Linked DNA regions of Pan troglodytes: region 1 is linked to region 2. Evidence: chromatin contacts called from public Hi-C data. All regions are on one chromosome and are shown on one strand. The core of a region is the stretch at or near the end of the contact, and the rest is flanking DNA. Distances in the headings are between cores, read along the strand shown.

Evidence for each region. A called contact is a pair of places that touch in the nucleus more often than the background predicts.
Region 1: a Hi-C map of stem cell-derived neural progenitor cells shows a contact between it and region 2, with 3 times the contacts expected there. The contact joins the enhancer-like site here to the promoter of FITM2 in region 2. A contact is called at or near these places in 1 of 7 Hi-C or Micro-C datasets (stem cell-derived neural progenitor cells) and 1 of 1 datasets of contacts at active chromatin or transcription factors (stem cell-derived excitatory neurons).

Annotation. Positions count from the first base shown.
Region 1 is chr21:50,858,292-50,865,462 of NHGRI_mPanTro3-v2.0_pri, reverse strand. The region is part of intron 2 of PKIG (cAMP-dependent protein kinase inhibitor gamma); the gene reads right to left. Among named protein-coding and RNA genes, the nearest start is that of ADA, 44 kb to the left of the region's middle. Within about 2 kb of position 1,787, at least 11 of the 24 cell types and tissues checked have an H3K27ac peak or open chromatin away from gene starts, as enhancers often do. A contact at or near this core is called in stem cell-derived neural progenitor cells, where this site is marked.
Region 2 is chr21:50,565,624-50,572,382 of NHGRI_mPanTro3-v2.0_pri, reverse strand. It overlaps FITM2 (fat storage inducing transmembrane protein 2), which reads left to right and starts at 5,334. Exons shown (of 2, transcript XM_514663.9): 1 at 5,334-5,595. The coding sequence starts at 5,423.

The DNA.
Region 1 (7,171 bases), core at 538-3,037, 300 kb before region 2:
ACAGAGCAAAACTCTGTCAAAAAAAAAAAAAAAGTTGATATAGAAGGAGAGAATACAACAGTGGTTACCAGAGACTGGGGAGGGGAGAGGAGAGGAAAGGATGGAAAGCTGGTCAATGGGTACATAGTTACAATTAGATAGGAGCAGTAAGTTCCTGTTCTATTGTACAGTATGGTGATGGTTAACAATAAGGCATTCTAGGCCGGGTGCGGTGGCTCATGCCTATAATCCCAGCACTTTGGGAGGCCGAGGCGGGTAGTTCACCTGAGGTCAGAAGTTCGAGACTGGGCTGGCCAACATGGTGAAACGTCGCCTCTACTAAAAATACAAAATTAGTCCGGTGTGGCAGCACACGCCTGTAGTCCCAGTTACTCTGGAGGCTGAGACAGGAGAATCGCTTGAACCCATGAGGCGGAGATTGCCGTGAGCTGAGATCACGCCACTGCACTCCACCCTGGGCAACACAGAGCGAGACTTCGTCTCAAAAAAAAAAAAAAAAAAAAAAAGGGCATTCTATATTACAAAATAACTAGAGAAGCTTTTGAATATTCTCATCACAAAGAAAGAAATGCATGAGATGATGGATATGCTAACTGCCCTGATCTGATTATTATACAACATATATGTATCAAAACATCAAGTTGCACCCCACAAATATATACAATGACATGTCAGTAAAAAAAAAAATAATAAAGAAATGTGCCAGATGGGCCTGTACTGACATAGGACAATGTCTGAGATCAACTGGCAACTGAAAAACAGAGGATGCAAAACAACACCTCAAATAAAACCCAGTTCCTGTGGGGAAAGATAGCAGACATATGAAAAAAAAATCTGAAAAAACATCTATCAACCCTGTCAACTGTGGTTCTTTGTGATTAAGGGGAACTTTCGTTTTCTAAGTCTATATTTTTTCAATGGTTGAAGTTTTTATAAACCCAAATTATTGTGCAATGCTTTTAGAAGGTAGCTGACATTGGCAGAAGTGCCCAGAAGGCACCCAGGGTGGGGTTGAGCCAGTAAGTGCTGCAGGTGTGTGTGTGTGTGTGTGTGTGTGTGTGTGTGAGAGAGAGAGAGAGAGAGAGAGGAGGGAGAGAGAGAGAGAGAAGAGAGAGAGAGAAAGAGAGAGAGAGACAGAGAAAGAGAGAGACAGAGAAGAGGATCAGTATGGAGGGCAAGGCCCACATCCCCCCACAACACCTAGCTCAGAAGAAACACCTAAAGAATGAATTAGGGGCCCTCAAAGATCAGACAGGTGAGACAGGGAGGTGTCCTATGGTAGAAAGAGCAAAGAATGAGACACGTGACCTTAAACCCAAGCTCTGCCACCTAACCCTGGGCAAGACCCTGCCTTTCTTGGGGCCTTCATTTCCCCTGTGTAAAATAGAGGAGGGCCAGGACACTGTCCACGGCAATTCCCCCCGGCTACAGCAGATGGCGCACCCTACCTATCTTCCTAGCAGCCTTGCGCGCTGCCCTAGTCACGCTCTGGCTCCTCCTTGGCTAAAAGAATTCCCGGAAGTTCCAGAGGTGGCTCCTTCTACAGGTCACGGAGGTTCACTCCTGCCCTCTGCCTCTGGGGAAACCGCTCAATGCTTCAGGACAGGAAAATGGCTTATGATAATAACAGTAATAACAGAGGATAAAAATGATGCTGACAATTCCTACGATAAGGAAAGGTACCATGGCCCAGGTGCCTGTGTTTTCACACACATCACGCACTCAGTGGCCACAGCTGCCCTCTGAGGTGAGTGAGGCCGGTTTACAGCCACGGCTCAGAAGGGCCTCAGCCCCACCTGAAACCCGCTGCTCTGGAAAATGACAAACCCCGAGCAGGCCACACTGGCTCCCGGAGCCTCTGAGTCCTCGGCTCTTCCTCAGTTAGAATGTCAGCTCCACGGGAACAGGAATTTGGTCTGGATTTTTCCCATGTCCAGCTGAAACCTAATCCTGGCAGCTGAGCCAACAGGTTCTGGCCGCTGCATTCCCTGATTCTCATCCAGCACCTGGTAAAGAGCAGGCGCTCCATGCACACTCGCTGGATTTCACCCTCGGGCCTCTGAAGGAGAGGGAGTTTGTGTCTATCCCTCTTCTCCCCTGCTGCCCGCCTGTCCTCTGTGGGGAGGAGCAGCAGTTCCTTCTTGGGACTGTTGAGAAGGGCCTCCGTGCACCGTGGAGTGCTGTGCAGGTGTTCCTGTCCTAGGACCTGACACCATGGGGTGGAATTACAGGCTCCATCTGAAAGGCCAGCTTCATGCTGGAACGTCTCCTGGGGCTTTGATCTCACAATGCCATCTGATGTTACAAGCTGCCCAGTGCAGGCCACTGGCCCTCGGGACACAGAGACAGCAAATGCCACACTCAAAGACCAATCCTAGAAAACATCAACTGGGCCAACATGCTCTGGCTACCATATCCCCTCAGGGAACAGCAACTCCAAAGACGGCTCTGGGGAGCTCTCCAATCGAAAGCAGAAACACATCGTTTCATTTTTCTCCCATATTTATATTCGTCACTCACCCTCTCCTCTTTACAGTCAACAGCAAATGGGGAAATAAAGAATCCTCAGAGTTGGAAATCCTGTCAGAAAATGGTCATTCTCAAACCCTGTTAATGAGAGTGTAAACTTCCAAGACCTCCTTGGGCAGTGACTTGACAGTGTGTATCCAGAAACCTCAACTTTTTCCATATCTTTTAGCTACTAAATCAGTTTATAATAATCTATTCTAAGAAAATAATCCAAGATCTACATGAAGATAAAATGTACAAAGATGTTCATCATAGTATTATTATTATTTTTTTTTTTTGAGACAGGGTCTTGCTGTGTCACACAGGCTGGAGTGCAGTGGTACAATCATGGCTCACTGTAGCCTCAACTTCCTGGGCTCAAGCAATCCTGTTGCCTCAGCCTCCTGAGTAGCTGGGACTATTCCATGTCTGGCTCATTTTTTTTCAGGGATGGGAATCTCATTATGTTAACCAAGGTGGTCTCAAACTCGTGGTCTCAAACTCCTGGGCTCAAGTTATCCTCCTGCCTCGGACTTCCAAAGTGTTGGGATTACAGGCCTAAGCCACTGCGCCTGGCCCACAGTATTATTTATAATAGCAGGAAACTAAAGACACCAAAATGAGTTCCTAAATGGATGTGTCACATGTCCGAAACGGACAATGGAGAATTATTAATATATACATACTTAACTAATTTCTATCTAAATGAAATACCATTCAGGCATTAAAATGATGTTTGTGAATATTTTTTAAAGACATGGCAAAATGTTCACATATAGTTAAATGAAAAAGAATACCAGTGATATAATTACATACATTAATATTTTTATAAGTGATTTTAAAATGTTATATTTCCTTTTTATAGTGAACACATTCACTTCATCTTAAAATTACTTAATTTTAGATTATGTGTGCATGTAGTCTAAAACTCAAAAGGTCCAAAAGGACAGAGATAAAGAGCTTAGTCTCCTTCCCATCCGATCCAGACACCCTCCCCAAGGCAAGCACGTTTTGGTGTCCTTCCAGACAAAATTTATGCAATATATATGTTCCCCCTTTTTCTCCTTCCCTTCCTTTTTCCTTTATTTAAAACAAAATTTTGGCCGGGCATGGTGGCTCACGCCTGTAATCCCAGAACTTTGGGAGGCCGAGGGGGCGGGTGGATCACGAGGTCAAGAGATCGAGACCATCCTGGCCAACGTGGCGAAACCCCGTCTCTACTAAAAATGCAAAAAATTAGCTGGGCGTGGTAGTGGGCGCCTGTAGTCCCAGCTACTCGGGAGGCTGAGGCAGGAGAATGGCGTGAACCCAGGAGGTGGAGCTTGCAGTGAGCCGAGATCGTGCCACTGCACTCCAGCCTGGGTGACAGAGCGAGACTCCGTCTCAAAAAAAAAAAAAAAAAATTTATTTTCCATCTTGCCTTTTTTTCATTTAAAAATGTGTCTTGGCTTTGGGAGGCTGAGGTGGGTGGATCACTTGAGGTCAGGAGTTCAAGACTAGCCTGGCCAACATGGTGAAACCCCATCTCTACTAAAAATACAAAAATTAGCTGGGTGTGGTGGTGCGTGCCTGTAGTCCCAGCTACTCAGGAGGCTGAGGCAGGAGAATTGCTCAAACCCGAGAGGCAGAGGCTGCAGTGAGCCGGGATTGCGCCACTGCACTCCAGCCTGGGTGACAAAGTGAGACTCTATTTCAAAAAAAATATATATATATATACACACACATACACACACACACACACACACACACACACACCCCTTGGAAACAACTGTAGATCACTCTGAAGCCACTGCAGCACTGATTACATCAACACACTGAAAACAAACCCAAAGTAATAACTAAATTGTTCCTTTTATTGTCTGCATGATACTCTGTCGTCTCACTGTTGTAGATTGATTTAATTACTTCCCTATTGATGGACCTGAGGATTGTTTCCATAAAAGTGGAATTGCCACCTCAAAGGATCTGTGACTTTTTTATTATAACAGGTATTGCCAAATTCTCCCCACAGAAGTTAGTTCCTGTCTCTCAGTCCGTTTTTGTGCTGCTACAACAAAATATCTGAGTCTCAGTAATTTCTAAAGAACAGAAATTTATTTCACACAGTTCTGGAGGCTGGGAAGTCCAAGATCAAGGCACCAGCCTGTGGTGAGGCCTGCTCTCTGCTTCCAAGAGGGCACCTTGAACACTGTGTTCTCACAGAGCAAATGGGAGAAAGGCAAAAAGGGGCAAACTCACTCCCTCAAGCCCATTTATTTATTTATTTGACGGAGTCTCGTTCTGTCGCCCATGCTGGAATGCAGTGGCATGGTCTCGGCTCACTGCAACCTCCTCCTCCCGGATTCAAGTGATTCTCCTGCCTCAGCCTCCCAAGTAGCTGGGCTTACAGGTGTGCACCACCACGCCCAGCTAATTTTTATATTTTTGGGAGAGATGAGGTTTCACCATGTTGGCCAGGCTGGTCTTGAACTCCTGACCTCGGGTGATCCAGCCGCCTCAGCCTCCCAAAGTGCTGAGATTACAAGCGTGAACCACCATGCCTGGCCTCAAGCCCTTTTATAAAAGGTGCCTAATCCCATTCACAAGGAAGGAGCCCTCATGACCTAATCACCTCTTAAAGGCCCTACCTCTTAATATTATCACATTGGTATTTTGGAGGGAACACATTCAAACCATAGCAATCCCCAGTAGGTATATCAGGTGAGCACTTTCCTTCACCACAGTCTTCTTAATGCTGTTTTGTTCCTAATCTAAAAGGTGGTTTTAAAACCAGTGCCTGATTGTTTTAGTTCCTACTGCTCCTAGGAGTGACCCTGAGCATCTTCCCACTTGCATCTCCTTTTCTGTTTACTGTTTCTTCAAATTCTTTTGCCCATTTCTAATGGATTTTAGGTCTTTTTCTTATTGATTTGTAGGAGTTCTTAATATATTAAGGCAATTAGTCTTTTGTCTAATTAGGAGTTACTAGTATTTTTTACTTGTCATTTGTACTTTGACTTTATTTTCGGCACTTCTCCCCACATACGTATTTTTTATATTCATTAGTAAAATTTATCTTTATTTTATTTTATGGTTTCTGGGCTTTGTAACATAATTAGAAATGTCTTCCCCACTCTAAGATTAGTAAAGGAATCCCTTTGTTTATTTCTGGTACTTTGTTTTTTGAGACAGGGTCTGGAGTCACCCAGGCTGGAGTGCAGTGGTGCCAGCCTAGCTCACAGCAACCTTGAACTCCTGGGCTCGAGAGATCCTCCTAGCTTAGCTTCCTGAGTAGCTGGGACTACAGGTGCATGCTAATGTGCCCAGCTAATTCTTTTTTTTTAAGAGATGGGGTCTCACTATGTTGCCCAGGCTGGTTTTGAACTCCTGGGCTCAAGTGATACTCCTGCCTGAGCCTCCCAAACTGCTGGGATTACAGGTGTGAGCCACCACGCCTGGCCTCTCTAGTACTTTTATGGCTTCCCTTTTCACATTTAAATCTTTGATCTAGAATTTATCTGTAATAAGGTATGAATTAGCGAGCCAGCCACCTTAATTTTTTCTACCTATCTGAAATCATTTGTGGAGTAATCCATCATTTCCTCATTGATGTAAAAAGCTATCATTGTTACATACAAAACTGTGTACTGGGGTCTGTTTCTGAATCTTTTTTTTTTTTTTTTTTTTTTGAGATGGAGTCTCGCTCTGTTGCCCAGGCTGGAGTGCAGTGGTGCGATCTGGGCTCACTGCAAGCTCCGCCTCCTGGGTTCACGCCATTCTCCTGCCTCAGCCTCCTGAGTAGCTGGGACTCAGGCTCCTGCTACCACACCCGGCTAATTTTTTGTATTTTGTTCAGTAGAGACGGGGTTTCACCGTGTCAGCCAGGATGGTCTCATTCTCCTGACCTCGTGATCCGCCCGTCTCGGCCTCCCAAAGTGCTGGGATTACAGGCGTGAGCCACCGCACCTGGCCTGTTTCTGAATCTTTTAATCCTTCCAGCTGATCTGTCTACTCATGTACTAGTATCATGTTGGAGGATGGTTTTCTTCTCATAGCTCAAATCTTTTTTGACTTTAGATTTTTTTTTTCTGGCTGTTTTTGCTGGTCTATGTTTTCTTATAAACTTAATAGTCATTTAACTTGTCCCCCAATTTATCTTGTATTTATCAGGACTGCATTAAATATACATAGTAATATCTGGTACCTGAATGTAGATAGAAATCACATTTTTATGATATTGAGTCTTCTTTCTTTCACAATTCCTCTCCCACAAGGTCAGGCACTCAGACTTCCCTTTTGTTCCTCTGTGTACTCCAAAGGGCTGGCCCAGCGCCTGGCATAGGCTGGTGCTTGACTTTACTTACGGAATGAATGATGAATTATTGCATGAGTTCTACTTCTGATATGCAAGGTAATTGCCTTCCACACATTCTCTCATGTAACCCTAAACACAACGAGTAGGCACGATTCTAATCCTCATTTTAGAAATGAGGAAACTAAGGCTCAGGCAGTAAAGCAACTGCCTTCAACTTCTTAGAATGCTCTTTTACATTCTCCTAGTCCAACACCTTGACTACTTGTATATCTCCTTAATTCCATCCTTTACTCTCTTCTAATGTTTCTCTAATTGTTCTACACGTCTCGTTCTCTCTCATGACATCATCTTCCATTCATTTCAATGTCG
Region 2 (6,759 bases), core at 4,085-6,584:
CAGTCTCAGCTCACTGCAACCTCCACCTCCCGGGTTCAAGTGATTCTCCTGCCTCAGCCTGCTGAGTAGCTGGGACTACAGGCGTGTGCGACCACACCCAGCTCATTTTTGTATTTTTAGTAGAGTCAGGTTTTACCATGTTGGCCAGGCTGGTCTCGATCTCCGGACCTCAGGTGATCCTCTCGCCTCCGCCTCTCAAAGTGCTGGGATTACAGGCGTGAGCCACCACGTCCAGCCATAAAACTATTTCTATATTCCTATTAGCATATATATTTGCTTATACACTATATAAATTTTTATGTGTGTACTAGGCCACAACCAGTGATTTGTTGATAAAAGTTTAACTATTGGCCGAGCGCGGTGGCTCACGCCTATAATCCCAGCACTTTGGGAGGCTGAGGCGGGCAGATCACGAGGTCAGGAGATCGAGACCATCCTGGCTAACACGGTGAAACCCCGTCTCTACTAAAAATACAAAAAATCAGCCGGGAGTGGTGGCAGGCGCCTGTAGTCCCAGCTGCTCAGAGGCTGAGGCAGGAGAATGGCGTGAACCCGGGAGGCGGAGCTTGCAGAGAGCCGAGATCGCCGCCACTGTACTCCAGCCTGGGCGACAGAGGGAGACTCTGTCTCAAAAAAAAAAAAAAAAAAAAAAAAAAAGTTTAACTATTAAGGCCAGGCGTGGTGGCTCACACCTGCCAACATGGTAAAACCCCATCCGTACTAAAAATACAAAAATTATCCAGGTGTGGTGGTGCATGTCTGTAATCCCAGCTACTTAGGAGGCTGAGGCAGGAGAATCGCTTGAACCTGGGAGGTGGAGGTTGCGGTGAGCCGAGATCATGCCACTGCGCTCCAGCCTGGGAGACAAAGCAAGACCCTGTCTCAAAAAAATAAAAAATAAAAAAGGTTTACTATTGGCTCTCTAGGGAAACATGTATAAGCATATACCTACCTATGTTTATTATAAATGTTTCTTAATGTGTAGCACATTATTTACAAATAATAAAATATATGGCCAGGCTTGGTGGCTTACACCTGTAATCCCAGCAATTTAGGAGGTTGAGATGTGCAGATTGCTTGAGCCCAGGAGTTTGAGACCAGCCTGGGCAACATGGCAAAACCACATCTGTACCAAAAAATGTACAAAAATTAGCCAGAGGTGATGGCTGATTTAGTCCGCCTGTAGTCCCAGCTACTCAGGATGCTGAGGTGGGAGGATCACTTGAGCCCAGGAGATTAAGGCTGCAGTGAGCCATAATCACACCACTGCACTCCAGCCTGGGCAACAGAGTGAGAACTTGTCTCAAAAAAAAAAAAAAAAAAAGAAAGAAAGAAAGAAAAGAAATATATAAATACTCTTTGTTATAACTATAGCTAATTGATTCTCACAGAATGCTTTTATTGATTTTAGTTGGATTCTTGTAACCATAGGCAACCTGTGGTTTCAATTCAACCATGTTTTGACAAATGGAGTTGACTCTCAATGTAGACAAACCAAATAAATCCCTGATTTGTAGCACCTGCCAATTTCCATAGTGTAAATACTCCCCCTGTGGCTGATTTCAAGCTCTCAATGTGACATCACTGAATAGATTTGGGAAGAGTTGTGCAGGAGCTTACCATACAGGAACAATAGATGTAAGTTACCCCAAGAGCATAGATAATAATAAAACATAGTAAAATAATTAGTAACTAATGAGTTTTGAGTATTTTCAGTTTGTTTTTTTATATATGTAACTTTTTTTTTTTTGAGAGAGGATTTTGCTCTGTTACTCAGGCTAGAGAGCAGTGGCATGATCACAGCTTACTGCAGCCTCAGTCTCCTGGGCTCAAGCCATCCTCCCACCTCAGCCTCCTGAGTAGCTGGGGCTGCAGGCACACACCACCATGTTTGGCTAATTTTCGTATTTTTTGTAGAGATGGGATCTCCCTATGTTACCCAGGCTGGTCTGGAACTCCTGGGCTTAAGCGATTCACCTGTCTTGGCCTCCCAAAGTGCTGGGATTACAGGGGTGAGCCAACAGGCCCAGGCCCTATAATGCAGTTCTTAATATGGCTGTGTTTGACAATCACCCCGCAAAAGTTCTGAAAATTTAATCATCAGCTCTTGCAGGCTGGTATGAGTTGACTACAGCATATCATTTCACTCAGAACATAAATATGTATTTCCCAATACTGATTCAATTTTTTTTAAATACAAAAACTTCTCTAGAGACCTGCAACAATTTTTTCAGGCTGAGTTTAACCCAGTCTTCAAAAATCTCCAGCCATGGTGGCCAAGCGTGGTGGCTCATGCCTGTAATCCCAGCACTTTGGATGCTGAGGCAGGAGGATTGCTTGAGGCCAGGAGTTCAAGGCTACAGTGAGCTATGATAGCACCACTGCCCTCCAGCCTGGGAGTGCAGAGCAAGATCCTGTCTCAAAAAAAAAAAAAAAAAAAAGAAAAAGAAAAAGAAAAAAAGAAAAGGGAAAATGGAAGGAAGGAAGGAAGGGAGGGAAAGAAAACTCTCCAGGAATGAAACTGCAGTTTCAAAGGAAACAAACCCATTTCCTTTCTCAAAAATACAAATCCTGAACCTTTCAGAAGGTACTCTTTGGACAGTCCCTCGGGGTGATATTTAGTGTTTATATTCACTGAGCAGTCTTTCCCTCCTTCTTGGGTTGGGGGACGTATCTGGATTTTCTTTGGAGGAACCACACAGCTAATAAGGAGGAGAACCGGCACTCAAACCCAGCATCCCTGCTCTTAATTCTTATGCTGTTTGCTAAGGAAAGCCACAGTAATTGAGCACCTGACAAACTCAAGGAGACAGAGATGGTATCAGATACTATTTACAAGCTGCCTTCATAAATAACACCTTTCTGGCTATGTAGTTTTTATTCCCAATCATGAAATGCCAAATTGGTATAATTATCACTATATTTTATTTTTTAAACCAAGCATTCTGAAGGCCTGGAAGCATCTTGCTATATAAGAACTCTAATCAGATAAATGCAGTTTACAGATATGAAGGTCATCTTAAGATGGTTTTAAGGAATTATTATTTTCATTAATTTGTTGATTCTCTGCATGAGACTATAAACATTAGTCCATTGTAGGCATAAATCAGGCTAACATTTCCCAGTGTGGTAGCTGTCCTTGGTATAGAGACACAAAATTATTTTGGGCAGCTAGTGATGATGAATATTTCGATAGAAATTTTTCTTTGGGCCGGCTGTGGTGGCTCATGCCTGTAATCCCAGCACTTTGAGAGGCAGAGGCAGGAAGATCACTTGAGGCTAGGAGTTGGAGACCAGCCTGGTCAACATGGCGAAACCCTGTCTCTGCTAAAAATACAAAAAAAGTAGCCAGGTGTGGTGGCATGTGCCTGTAGTCCCAGCTGCTTGGGAGGGTGAGGCAGGAGACTACCTTGAACCCGGGAGGCAGAGGTTACAGTGAGCCAAGATCAAAATAGCTTGGCCTCCCAAAGTGCTGGGATTACAGGCGTGAGCCACCACGTCTGGCCTAAAATTCCCATCTCTTGATATGACTATATATGTGTGTATTGGCTGGGTTTGTGGCTTTTGGAATAAACTTCTGTTGTTTAAAACGAGTTTAGGGTTGGGCACGGTGGCTCGCGCCTGTAATCCTAGCACTTTGGGAGGCCAAGGCAGGAGGATCACTGGAGCCCAGGAGTTCGAGATCAACCTGGGCAACATAGTGAGACCCCATCTCTATTTAAAACTAAAGAAAAAAAAAGGAATAAAAATAAACTGAGTTTATAGTAATTTATTAGAGCTGCCACAGGAAACTAACATTGGGGTAAGGGAATGAGTCCAAGGTTGGGAACTGAAATAGACACCCAGCCCTAACCAGGGGTGAGGGGTTAGCTTTGTGATAAACTGAGCAACTGAGTCTCCAACAACTTCATGTGATCTCCCCATTAACCCCCAGCATCCAGCATTTTCATCCAACAGGCATAGATAGCTGTTTTGTGTTTCTTTGTGTGCTTTTTAAGACGGTCTCGCTCCGTGGCCCAGGCTGGAGTGCAATGGGACCATCACAGCTCACTGCAACCTCAAATTCCTGGGCTCAAGCAATCCTCCCACCTCAGCCTCCTGAGTAGCTGGGACCACAGGCCTGAGCCACCAAGTCAGCTAGTTTTTAAAATTATTTCTTATAGATACTGAGTTTCACTGTGTTGCCCAGGTGAAAATAAGTTTAGAAATTTAAACTTTAAATGTAATAATTGCACCAGGTGAGATGGCTCACTCCTGTAATCTCAGCACTTTGGGAGGTGAAGGCTGGCAGATCACTTGAGGTCAAGATTTGGAGAGGTCAGATCACTTGAGGTCAGGAGTTGGTCAGCCTGGCCGACATGGTGAAACCCCATCTCTACTAAAAATACAAAAATTAGCTGGGTGTGGTGGTGCATGCCTGTAATCCCAGCTACTCCGGAGGCTGAGGCAGGAGAATCGCTTGAACCTGGGAGGCAGAGGCCTGCAGTGAGCTGAGATCGCGCCACTGCATTCCAGCCTGGGCAACAGAGCGAGACTATGTCTCTAAATAAATTAATTATATTAATTAATTAATTTAATAACTGCAGAGCGTGGTGGCTCACACTTGTAATTGCAGCATTTTAGGAAGCCGAGGCAGGAGGATCGCTTGAGCCCAGGAGTTTGAGACCAGCCTCGACAACGAAGCAAAACCCTGTCTCTACAGAAATAAAAATAAAAAAAATTAGCCAGGTGTGGTGGTGCCCGCCTGTGGTCTCAGCTACTCGGGAGGCTGAGGTGGGAGTATTGCTTGAGACCAGAAATTTGAGGTTGCTGTGAGCTGCGACGGTGCCATTGCACTCCAGCCTGGGCGACAGAGAGGGACCCCCCTCTCTAACTAATAAACAAATAAATACAATAATTATTCCTAAGGAAACTTCATCTCATGTCCTGTGCCAACGTAATGAACCCCTGAGCTCATAAACTAGCTTTTGGGAAAGGTTGATCTCCTCTTGTCTCTCGCATTTTACAGATGAGAAAACTAAGGCTCAGATGGCAGAGGTGTCTCCGAGGCTCCAAGAAAGATCAAATGATGCTGTGACTACTGCTCCAATTCTCCAGGGCTACATTTATCCTCTTCCAGCCTCCAGCAAATACTTTCACAAGCGCTTTTTCCCAGACCAGAGCAAGACGCAGAGGCTCGGGGAGAGGGGGCGGCCAGGAGAGCGCAGAGGAGACGAGCGAGTTCAGGGACCGGCACGCGCCAGAGGCAGCAGCGGCCACGAGGGGGAGCGAGCGGGCTCCGGAGCCCAAGCACGCCTCAAGCTGTGGGACTCGCGGGCAGTGCGCATGCGCTCGAAGGGAGGTGGAGGCGCAGGTCCGGGCGAAGGGCGATACGGTGGCCGAGAGGGCACGGAGAGGAAGACGGTGGCTGACGAGATCCGGCATGGAGCATCTGGAGCGCTGCGAGTGGTTGTTGCGGGGGACGCTGGTGCGGGCGGCCGTGCGGCGCTACCTGCCCTGGGCCCTGGTGGCCTCCATGCTGGCGGGCTCCCTCCTCAAGGAGTTGTCCCCGTTGCCCGAGAGCTACCTCAGCAACAAGCGCAACGTCCTCAACGTGTGAGTGCACCCCGGTCCTCCGCTGTCCCCGCCCGAGCCGGCCCGCTGTCGCCTCGCCCAGAGAAGCCGGTGCTAGCTGCCGTGGTGGACGAGTCATTGGAGGGGAGACCCTCCTCCTAGCCGTGACAGCAGCATCTGCACGCGTGTCACGCCTGGGAGGCCCCGGGGTAGCTGGTGTCACTAGCAGTTCGTGTTTGCAGACCCACTTTGGGCAGCATGAGCTTGACTGGGCAGGTGGTGACAAGCGGGGTCGTGTGTGTCTCTGTATATGTAGGGGTGTGGAATGGGGTGGGGATGAACCAGCCCATGTCACCACTCCCCCGCCTCCCCTTGGAGTTAGGAGCTGACCCCTGCCCTGTTTGGGAGATGCCATCTCACCTCTGTCCTGCCTGCCTGTGGCAGACCCCGCGCAGACCCCACCCTGCGTCAGATCAGATCCCTCCAGCGCGTGACAGAATCCCTTTACGACCTGTGGAAGAGCCTCGCCCCAGCCTGTGACAGGCAGAGCCCCCGCCTGTGAGATACTCACAGAGGGCTGGAACCCCCTAGTCTGTGCCCTTTCCCCTGGATCTCCTTGGATCATCTCAGCCACTCAGAATGCATGGCAGTGGCCCAGAAAAGCAATCCCAGCTGGGCGCTTTGAGACATCTCCTTAACTCCACCCATCCACTCCTTTGCTTGCTTGCTTTTTTCAAAACTCCCGGTTAGTAAGTTTATTGCACAAAAACTCTGTTGCGGCCATAAAGGGAAACTCTGAAAGATAAAACTGCTCCCTTGATGTGAGCCTAAGTGTTTTCCAGAATAAGTGTCTCTGGCGTGTCCTGAAAGTCAGCCCAACTTTGGTTATCTGCTTAAAACCCTGGTTCCTTTCACAGGCAGCTTCCTCAAATGCCTGACGGGTCTTGGCTCTGGCAAGATCTTCCTTATCAGTCCCAGTGAAGATTTTAGTGACAGGCCTGGGGGTGGTGCCTGAGAATCCATTGGAACCTAGAAAAAAGTCCTTCTGTCCTTGGTCCACCTTCCTTCGTCACCCACCCTGAGAGGCTGGGCTAAGAATAGATCATGAGAGTGGTAGTGGCCCCAAGTCTCTGTCCTGGGTTTAGGTCAGCCACCTTTCGTGAACACTGGGGAGGCGGACAAGGCAGCTGCTGCTTCCTCTGGCCT